Linked DNA regions of Zea mays: regions 1 and 3 are each linked to region 2. Evidence: chromatin contacts called from public Hi-C data. All regions are on one chromosome and are shown on one strand. Each heading gives the region's core, a stretch centred on a gene start, on an enhancer-like site or on the middle of the called end of the contact. The rest is flanking DNA. Distances are from core to core; before and after follow the strand shown.

Region 1 (3,556 bases), core at 22-2,521, 190 kb after region 2:
GTCCTCGATCTGAACTAAAGCACGATTCATTTCATTGAGGACTGGTCCGCTAACTGGTTGGAAGGCACCGTGGACGACATCGACGATGTCGGCACAACGCTGCTCCACTACTCTGATTAAATGAGCGAGTACTCTTCGGAGCTTTGCGTTCTTCGAATCCATGGTCTACATAAAACATATGGTTGTGTTAATATATGTACGTGAAAATTTTATGTATACCGTGGCCTAGTTGCTACATTGATGGTAAATATACTCCGGAGCAGCTAGTATTGCCAATAGGCAGTTCAAATCATCACATGAATTATGAACATCAATTATCAAGATAAAACCTAGTGGTCATGATTCAGTGTGTCAAAAGCATTGGCCAAGTAATTGTGAATACACCTCGATTCCTATATGAACAAAGCTTCTAGCACAAAGAAATTTCCTTAATGTGAACATCAATTATCAAGAGATACAATAGTGGTCATGATTCAGTCTGTCTAAAGCAGTCGCCATGTATTTGTAAATACACATCGTTTACTAGAACATCGAAGCTTGTACCACAATCAAATTTTCTTAATGGCAACAAAAATTATGAACAGAAAACCTAGTGCTCAAGGAATCCTACATCCATCCAATGTATGTTCGGTGAACCTAACCCTAGATCTGGACGAGTTGTAGCATTTCAAGTACTAGAATCATAGAAAGCAAAATCGATCTTCAATGTTTACCTTTTTGTCTTCGGATCTGGACCACCCGACCGAATGGAAGACGATGATGATGGCGACGTCGAGATGCGCTTGTGTTTCTCCCCACCTTCCTTCGTCGGCGCCGTGGATCTTCTCAGCTTCTTGGCGATGGCGGTTCGACGGCGACGAACACCGACGGTCACACCCGCTCCTTGGATCTTTGACTCGTCGGCGGCCACCTCCTTGCCTCCAGCCACCGAGAGCGGTCCACCTCCGGACCCGCTCGAGCACGGCCTCTTTGAGCCCAGCTTGGCCGGCGGCGCCGAGGAGCAGCGCCGCGAGGCCCCCTCGCCGAGATGGATCGAAGTCGCCAGCGACGGCACAACAGCGCCTCCGGATTTTTCACCCCCGCGCGAGCCCGACTCCTCGCCCGGATATCGGACGTCTGCAATTCTCCACATCTAGGATGCGTGCGGCGTCCTCTAAAATTTAGAGTGCCATATAAAGTACCTTGCTGGACGCCTAGAGGACGCGTTTGAACCCTACATTTAGAGTACAAGACGTTTTACCGTGTAACATCGCCGTCCCTTTTCCACCATCTACTATAGAACCAAACGACAACTGACGCCACTTCGAGTCGCGCCCGGCGTCCCCAACTCCACCGACGCCGAGCACAACCGTTGTTTCCGGCTGGTCCTCCACTGGCCGCTCCTCAGTCAGTCCCGGATTCTCCCTTGGGTCTGGAGTGGAATGGAGGTTAATCCGATCATGGGGTGATTTCCTCTTTTAACTGGTGAGTAATCGTAGGTTAGCTGGGCGGATTGCTCCGGGTATGAGTTGGTTTCGTAATCTCCATCCGGTTAGTTGTGGAATTGTGTGCCCGCTCACTCTCTACTAATCAGTCGATTTATCCGTGATTTGGTTAGGATTTTCTTCCTCGTGTAGGATCAGCGCAGCCGGAGCTCAAAGGTGCCTGTGGAGTTTATTACATCAAGAATTTTGGGTTCGACATAATCCCCATGTCCCCCAATAAGTCCGGCCATGCTTCAGGCCGTGACGCGGTTTTCTGGTCCGATAGAATGAACGAATATCTTATTGATTCGCTGCTTCACCAGCAAGCCATTGGGAACAGGAGTGAGTCCAAATTCTCATCGGTGGCATATGATAGCATCATCACCGGTGTGGGTGAGAGGTTTGGCGTGGTGATCGACCGGAACAATATAAAAAATCGCCTAAAGCATATCAAGGAATCGTTCAATGAATGTAGGAACCTCCTTGGTGAAGATAATCGGTTTAGGTGGTGCCCAGAGAGCAGAAGATTCAATGCCGACCCAAATGTTTGGAGGGAGTTGATCGAGGTTTGTGTGCGCTATCAATTCAGTCAAGAATAGGCGTTGACTTCTCTGTTGGATAGAAAAAAAAACACCGAAAGCCCCTGCTTTGTTTTGTAGAGAAAACCAGAAGCAAAGAAATGGATGATGAAGACGATTGACCATTATGATAGCTTAATGGATCTATTTGGTAAGAATAGGGAGAAACGTCAAGACGTTGAGAACTCAAAAGGTACCTCGAAGAAAAAGGCGCGAACAGAACCGCCAAAGGAGATACTTCAACGTACTCCATTAAATCGGAAGGGGTCAGCTCTTGCCGAAAGTTCAGATAAGACGGTGGACAAATGTGAGGTATCATTATTTGGACTTGATGAATTATTAATTAAGTTTATTTTACTTGTTCTCACCGCTCGAGGAAGGAAATTGCTTTGGTAATATTGATCAGGAAGTCTAGTTTGCCACCTTTAATTTAGGTGAGCCATGCTTTCTTTGGCAAATGTTTACTTGATTATCAAAATTATGGCCCACCATGCTTCCTTGTCCCGATGAATCGCTTGTTATAAACTGAGTCTTTTTACCAAATATACTACAACCATGTTGTCGTGGCTGAGCATACGGCTTTGCCACACTTGCCTAACTTTATTTGCTACAATGTTCGCTATGAGCCAAGTGTCGAAGCAAGTTCTTTTGCTCACTAGATGCTTGTCTGAACACCAAAGCATGTAGACTTATAATAACATCATGCATCTGTTCTTGCATCATCTTGGTACTGGTACATAACAAAGCACTTACTATTTTGTACATGCCAACTTGTCTAGTTCACTTTTTGCTCTACTTATTTTGGATAGTATGTGTCTTCTATATATAAAAGTCATCTCATCTATTAGTGGTAAGCTAGATACCCTTTTATACCATTTTATGATATGATGCTTACAATTTGTTGATGCATGCATTATCGCTAATTTCTAGTTTTATTGTAAACACTAGTTCTGTTGAAACAGATACGTTATATTAACTACTACCTATATGGCTATATGTTATTTGTTGTTATCTTGCAAAATTTTCCCTTAACGATTTCATTGATATGTTCTATATATTAATTGTTCTGTTGATTCATTCGCTCAACCAATGAACGACTGATTGAATGCTTCTGTAGTTTTAAAAAAAATTCTCGAATATAGTAGCTGTGAAAAGATCATTATGAACCATTGTAGTTAGAGTTTACTTGGTGACTAAAATGAGTTTAGAGCGTGTTTGGTTCGCGTCACTGCATGGTCTGGAATGATCCGATCCAAAAAACTAAGCTAGCCACACTGTTTGGTTTGCATCACCTATTAGACCCATCCATCACCGACCAATCCCTTGTAAGTTGGTAAACAAGTCAATTTCTGTGAACATACGGCTCCTTGGAAATCAACAGACGACCACTTCCTCCAAATCAAAGGTCTGTCCAATCCTTAGGTGAATCCATGAGGGATCAACTCATTCCGCACTAGATGGTTCCTTGAGCAAAACACGCTGTTAGGGTTCACTTGCTGACCGGGATAAGTTTCC
Region 2 (3,774 bases), core at 1,275-3,774:
GGTGATCTCCCAGTGGATTTATCAAGCTCTGCTTCCAATATCCTCTTCTTGCTGGCAACAATCTTCGCACCAACAGACAGTAGTGGTTTCTGCACAGGAGTTTTATTTTCCGATTTAACTCCATCAGAATCAGTATGCTCCGTATCATTTCTCTCAGTGATGGCTGAACCAGAGACATTCTGATCCACCGCAGAAACACCTCCTCCGGATGTTTTCTTAACAATTCCCACAGGTGGTTGGGTCTTCAAATTGATCTCCTTTCCATTTTCTGACTCCTTATTCTCTGTGACATTCGCATGATTATCATTCTCAGGGACACCTGAGTCTCTTCGATCAACCACCGTTTCTTTCACTGTTTGTTTCGGCATACTGGTATTACAGTCTCCCAGCTCAGCATGGTGACCTTTTGGAGATACTGCACTGCTTACTTTCCTTGTATAGTGAGCAACAATATCTCCCTTCCTCCCTCTGCCTTCTAGTGCAGCCTCATTTGTGGAAGTTTTGTGTGAGCTCGCAGAAACTTCTCTCTGCCTAACTGTAGCTGACCTTGTGATTCGCTTCTCAAACCGTGCCTCCTCTTCACATGTCCTCTGCTTTGCCTCACATGATTTTCTACCTCTCCTTGTAAATACAATGTCATGTGATGAAACATCATTGGCTTCATTCATGGGGCTGCCCCTCTCCTCCTGCTTAGTGCACCCAGTTAGATCGGTGTGGTTATCTACTGCGCATATTCCATTATCAGTCAAAGAAATCTCAGTTTCTGTACAAACATCGTCAATGTGAGAATGCTTCTCAACTTTCGTATCGCTACTGTGGAGTATCACTTCCTCGGTACCAACCACATTATTCTCCTGCTTAACAGATTCTGATCCGCTGGTAGGGCTGATTTTGATTAAATTTGTACTTGTGCCAGCATCATTAGCCATTGCTGAGTCTATGACCTCACCCTGACAAGGCCCATGTCTCACTTTGTCATCTTGAGCCTCATCAACACTCAAACTGTTCATTCCAGCTCTGGAGTCATTGCACTCTGAAAGAGTTGCAGTAGACATCTTCTCATCTGACTTCATTGTCTTAATATCTGATTCTGCAAGGCTACTTTGCGTGCCTAAACCGTTATCTTGAGAAGAATCTGTTGCAGGAACACTAGGCATTCCCATATTATTCTCAGAACACCTAGCTGACTCTTCCGAGACGTCACTGGAGTCCAAGTTAACCAATTCGTTGGCTTCCTCACCATTGCAAGTAACTTCCATCAGCAGCCTGCTATTACAAGGCTCAGCCTCCACAATAGCCTCACAGCGTTTCCTCTCCAAACTGTCAGTTTTACTAACCTCCACAGCTACCACACAAGCTGCCTCAGCCTCAGCCCGCAGCTTCATTGCGTCGGATCTCAACACCCTTTTTGTCACGTTTCTGTCCTCATCCGCAGAACCCCTGCAGTCCCTCCTTTTCTTCCCAGTCAAGGCAGGCCCTCTGCCAAGATCCTCATCAGCAGAGGACTTGTTTTCCTCCAAGGAAGCAGGAGCCTTTGCCACACCCCCTTCCATTCCTGGTACTGGAGCTCCCTTAGAGCCTTTAAGGCCCATTTCAAGCCCCTACATAAGATGAAAAACCCCATCAGGTGATCAAACTCCACTATTCCTCTCATCTAGAGTTCACGAAATGGTAAGCCATCTAAACAGCGTGGGCTGCACTAAACCCTAGTTTAAACCTACTCCGGCATGATTAAGAAATTCCGGACAATGCAAATATAACGGACAACAAAATGAGCCAAAGTGACTACGTGTAATTCGTTTCCCAGAAAAAGAAAAAAAAAACTAGTCTGAAGCAAAGACTCCGCACCAGCAACCCTACCGAAAAAGGAAGGGAGGAAGCAAGCGAGCAAAAGAAGCATAATTCCTGGGGCAATTTGGGAGAGAAAGCAACTCACAGTGGCGTCGGGCATGGGGGTTCAACCGAACCCCCAAAATATCTGGGAAATTCGGCAGCACGAAGCCCTGTGGCACCAACTGCTTCCGTCCGCCGATCTCCAGCAGCAACCACCTAATCAAACCACCCGAATAGAGGAATAGGTCAGTAAGGCACCACTGGGCGCACCAAACCGAGCCGGAGCGGAGGGAGATTCGGATTCCTTCGCAGAACAAAGAGATAGAGAGAGGGGGGGAAACAACTCCTTGAACAAGGGAATCCATCCACCCCTCCCCAGCAGGAGCCCGGACGGCCTCCGCGCTCACCAGCAGGAAACGGCAGCTACCGGCCGACCTCCGCGCTCCCGGCGGCTGGATCTCCGGCCAGTCGCCGCGGCGGTCCGAGCAGGAAGCGGCGAGTAGTGGGAAGAACTTGGGGAGAAGGGACCGGCGGCCTTGTGCTGTGCTCTCTCGCGTTTTCCTGCGGGTTTTTTTATTTGTTTTTGTTTTTTTGGATCATCCGGCGCTGCGTCCGCGCGCCTGCGGTAACTGACGCGCGGGGTCTGCGCCGCAGCCTCGGCCGTGGATACGCGGCCTGCGCTGCGTGGGGCGGGTTTGGGTCGAGTGTGGTTTGATCTGGTTACCCTGGCGAGGGTTGCGGGGTACGGAGTGGTCAGAGACAGTCACGACTGGTTTTTTTTTGAATGTTTGGGGTTTGCTCGTGTGGACTGACATTTCCCCTCCAATTTTCAGCTCTGCTCGTTGAGTCGCCGCGGCCCGCGCTGCGTGTAGCTTGGAGGAAAAAGATACGGGGAGACAAACAAAGCTGGATTTGAGGCTTGAGGGTTCCCGAGGAACGGCTAGTCGTTTTGATCGATAGTTCAATTCGTGTAAAATAGAGGGACGTGATGTTTGCCATGAGAAATTTAAAATATAGAATAAAATAAGAGATAGGATAGAGAAACTGTTGAAAATAGTCTAACGAATAAAAAGGGAGAAAAGAGTATGCATGAATAGAATGGATGAGTAAAATAAGAATATGTTTATGCGCCACACATTTGGCTTAAAGGTCCACAACAAGAATTAATTTCATAGCACTTGTGCGTAGATAGGTGGTAGGTATCGTTAGAGCAGATTTAATAATACAATCGACTGTTGGCTTCAAGAATCTTTGCAGTTTATACTATTTAGCATATCTATATAGTAGTTAGCTCTTCATTATTAGTGTAAGACATCACTTGTCTCTCTCACAAAGCTCCTTAGTTATTGTGTCTAAGCCGGCTTATATCAACTAGCTCAACGATCAAAACCTCACTCATGTGTTTTAGTTAATGGCTTTCTGCAGCGCGGTCTACATGGTTACTTGTAGAAAAGATTACATAAGGAAATAATACTCTTGGACGTACTACTATTACATGAATTGATGATGTTCCTCCAATTGTTGTATGTATGAAGCTATATATGCTAAAATTATTAAGTTTGTAAGAGGAGAAAGCACAACGCTATCGAAAGATGTGGCTGGAGGAACGAAGAAGCGACGGAGAAGGAAGGCTTTTCTTCCTTGATCGAGCGTTGTGTTAAATCAATAAAAACCTTATATCTCACTTAATGGTATAAGATGATATTTTAAGTGTGTGATTCTTGAGTAATCAATTGCACCTAGATCAATATGCACCTTTGGATATTTCATTGTTTTCTAGACGCAATGTTGGTTATATCACTAGTAAGCAATCACAATTATATCGTCCCTCTTTATCATCGCTAACTACGCACATTACTTTTATCATTGTTTCATGGTTTAGTGATTAACAATCTATTTGGTTTTGCTCATGTTTTATAACTTGTAGGCCACATGGGTTGC
Region 3 (3,596 bases), core at 599-3,098, 130 kb before region 2:
TGGCATTTTATTTCTTGATTGATCCATATTCACCAAAATCTCTTTAGCGGGTGTTACATCTGTTAGGCTTCTAATATAAACATCTAATCTTAGATATATGGAGGCATAGATAACAATATGAAATTATAAATCGTATCATGCTCTTCATATTCAAGTTCAATTTCTTCTTGCTGACCCATATCTAGTAGTTTTAGTTAGTACTCATATTTGAATTTGCGGCAGCTTTTGACTGCAAAGACTTGACTCTATAATTAGTTTAGGTTTATATAAAATTACAAATGCATACTCTCATAGTTCCTTTTGGATTTCAGATAAAAAAAAAGTTGGACCTGATAGGGGAATAGAAAAGAAACAGCAACTAAGATAGTTATCAAATATGAAACAAATGTATTGTTGCACTAGGTGAGCATTTAAAATTGAAAAGAACTCATACCGAAGCTTCTTAAACCTAGGACCACAGGGAAACAACAGGAAAGAAGCAGTACCAGGTCATAAGCTTGGCGTGCCAGTAAGACTTTCTCGGTGCAAAGATTCAGAGCATTGTCCTGGCTAGCTTCAATGTCCTTCTTCATCCTCTCCGACTCATCATCATCCATGTTTGACCTGTCATACCCATGGGATGATACTCCTAGAATATACTTTATCTGTTCTTTGGTCTGACCCATAATGCCTGAAACACAAAATCGCATAGGCAAAAACAATCATTCACTTATCATCATCACATCAAGCAGCAATAAGTGCTTGGATAAAGTCTACAGTTCATGAAAATGCCAACTTAGAATCAACTGACTAAAAGAAATTGTCTACATACTCCATCCCGAAAAGAGTGCAATTCTCGATACAGTTCTAAGTCAGACCATATTTAAATTGACCAAAAAAATGTACAATAAACTAGTATGCCTACGATTTATGACATCAAATAGGCATCAATATTCATCGTGTAACATATTGTCATAGCTTAGCTTTTGAAACTATTTTCTACAAACTTAGTCAAATTTAAAGTGGCCAGACTTGGACAAGATTTGAAGTTGCACTTTTTTGGAGACTGAGGGAGTACAAGATAAGCAAACATAAGAAAAACAGAGATGGGGAAGAAATCATCACCATGTGCCCTGTCATCGAGCTCGCGCATGGTGGAGAGAATCCTTTGCAGGTCGCCGGCCAGGGTGCTCGAGTCTACACGATTCCAAACACAAAATAAACTGGTACGGACGAACAATCGGAGGGGGTAGAAAACTTCATAATCCGTGAAATAGGGGCGCGTAAGTCTCACACTCGAGGTAGTCGTCGACGTACACGCCGGTCCGAGCGATCGCCATGCCTGTCTATGATTGCTCGCGTCTCCGGGCAGGGTTCGATGAATCGATGCCCCGGTTTGGGGAACTAGGGGTGGAGAGACGAACCGTAACGGGACGGGACGGTCCTCTTCTCGCTGGCGTTTGGTTGGATGTGAGGAGAAGTGGGATGGGCTCGTCCCACAGGCGAATATTCACCGTAGATGCGGGACGGGGTCGTCCCGCTTGCAGGGCGTGAAGCGCCGTTTCCCGAGAAGACGGGCTCAAGGACAGCGTGGTGGTCTCCGGCGAAGGAGCGGGCGCGAAGGGACAAGGGGGCGTGGACAAGCTCCGGTGAGGACGGCGCTGAATCGACCTTCGACCCTTGGCTCGGGGAAACGCGAGCACGCAGCGACTCGGGGAAGCGCTGGGGATCGGAAGCGCGGACCGGCACGGGGAATGTCGAGCGACCGGCGACGACGGGGAGGCCCCAGCGACCGGGTGGGCTGTGGGCGGCGGCGAATCTACCCGCCGAGGTCGCGATAAACAATGTTATGTGCAAGGATAATATTCTTACTAAGAGCTGATTTGGTGATTAGGTATCCCAAGGGGATCCATGGGGGAGGAATCCCTTCCAATTCAATTTTGAAAAGTAAGAGGATTTCTTCCCCTAGGGATCCCCGATCACCAAATTAGTCCTAAGAGCATCTCTAACGATGCCTCAAACTAGTGCCTCAAATTAAAATATAGGGCTCTACACAGGAAAAACTACTCCAACAGTGCTCTATTTCATAAAATTTTGTCAAAAAACTATAGGGCACCCTCTCAAGTGACTCAAATATACTACACCGTAGTGGGCTGCCCTATAATCTAGATTTGGGGCTTTACTGTTGGAGCGGGGTGTTTTGTTGGTGCCCTAAATTCTATAAAATATACTCATTTTCAAATTATAGGGCATTTTTATAGGTCACGTTGTTGGAGATGCTCTAACCGATTCACCTATAGTGTGTTTGGTTTGAGCAATAAAGTGGTTCATTTTCTTCTCACTCCTCACTTTTTTTATTTGGTTTGTGGAATAAAATGGATTGATTCATCACCACCTCATTTCTCATAAGCTAATCTCTACTACTTATTAAGGCTGTGATAGTAGTCGGCCATTCCGCGTTCTGTCATTCCCTGTTCTGCCTTTCCGATTCCCTCCTCCCCGCGCACAGTCCATTCCCTGCCTTTCCGATTCCCTCCTCCCCGCGCACAGTCCATTCCCATGTTCTGCCACCAGTACAACCGAAGTCTAGCTAAAATTAAAAAAAAATACACATGGCCCCAAAGGGATTTGAATCCATGACCTCTCAAGCAAATGTTAGCAGTAGCTACCACTACACCACATGTGTGTTTATGTCTACATCTATAACAGAAAACACATCTACTACATCTCTCCTCAAGCCCACCTGCTATCCTTGCACAATGCGTAGTAGTAGATAAGTATCACCGAGATTCTTAAATTATATTTTTGGATGAAGGGAGTAGTATTTAAAGAAGAGTCTTGCATGCAATTTCTTTTGTTTGAATAGTGTTTTCAACTTAAATTATTTTTTTGCATGTGTGACATTTATTCTTCGTAATATTTTTTCCATGGATCTGACTTGTGAGTCATTTTTATAAACCAACGCCAAACATGAATTTATGTTTCTTACTTGAAAACCCCGAACAAACTCTATTAGCAGGAGGCACTCGTGTTAGGGTCGCTCATCGACGACAAGAAGAAACTTGGCGACTGCCAGTTCGACCTCTAGAAACAGTCCTACGTGGTCGCATGTGCCGCTATGTACGACAAGTTCCGGCACAGCCGCCGCTTGGACGCGGTGCAGAGCGGCTGCTTCGCGTTGTCCATCGTCAAGCAGGGGGACCTCATGGTCGTCGCCGACGTCGGCGACTCTCGGGTTGTTCTGGGCACCGCATTCGACGACAACGCCATCACGTCGTCCAGCTCATCGTCCACCTGAAGCCCAACCTGCCACGTAAGTCGCTACCGACTGGCCATGAATTCTTGTGCGCTGAGACGATGGCCGTTGCTGACGTTGTATGAGTATCCTCGAACACGATGTATGTAGAGGAGTAGCGCATCCGGTGGTGCAACGGCCAGGGTACTACCTTGCTGATGAGCCTAGGTGCACTTCGTTTTACAGCCCAACCAAGAGTCATCAGTACTCGGTATGTCGCGCGCGTTCGACGACTACTATATCGAGGATTGTGGCGTCATCTTGGCGCCATAGGTGACGCAGGGGAGGACCGACAACAATGACCAGTTGGTCATCCTCGCCA

What was found. A called contact is a pair of places that touch in the nucleus more often than the background predicts.
Region 1: a Hi-C map of leaf shows a contact between it and region 2, with 10 times the contacts expected there. The contact joins the promoter of LOC100502172 here to the promoter of LOC100272699 in region 2. A contact is called at or near these places in 4 of 25 Hi-C or Micro-C datasets (bundle sheath, ear, leaf and 1 more).
Region 3: a Hi-C map of leaf shows a contact between it and region 2, with 6 times the contacts expected there. The contact joins the promoter of LOC100191229 here to the promoter of LOC100272699 in region 2. A contact is called at or near these places in 3 of 25 Hi-C or Micro-C datasets (ear and leaf).

The regions. Positions count from the first base shown.
Region 1 is chr1:282,435,305-282,438,860 of Zm-B73-REFERENCE-NAM-5.0, reverse strand. It overlaps LOC100502172, which reads left to right and starts at 1,271. Exons shown (of 8, transcript NM_001196650.1): 1 at 1,271-1,464; 2 at 1,617-2,029; 3 at 2,123-2,353. The coding sequence starts at 1,691.
Region 2 is chr1:282,630,000-282,633,773 of Zm-B73-REFERENCE-NAM-5.0, reverse strand. LOC100272699 (Acyl-CoA N-acyltransferase with RING/FYVE/PHD-type zinc finger protein) reads right to left here and starts at 2,524. Exons shown (of 11, transcript NM_001360101.1): 1 at 2,241-2,524; 2 at 1,937-2,049; 3 at 1-1,601. The coding sequence starts at 1,951.
Region 3 is chr1:282,762,725-282,766,320 of Zm-B73-REFERENCE-NAM-5.0, reverse strand. It overlaps LOC100191229, which reads right to left and starts at 1,848. Exons shown (of 8, transcript NM_001136663.1): 1 at 1,274-1,848; 2 at 1,105-1,176; 3 at 486-670. The coding sequence starts at 1,319.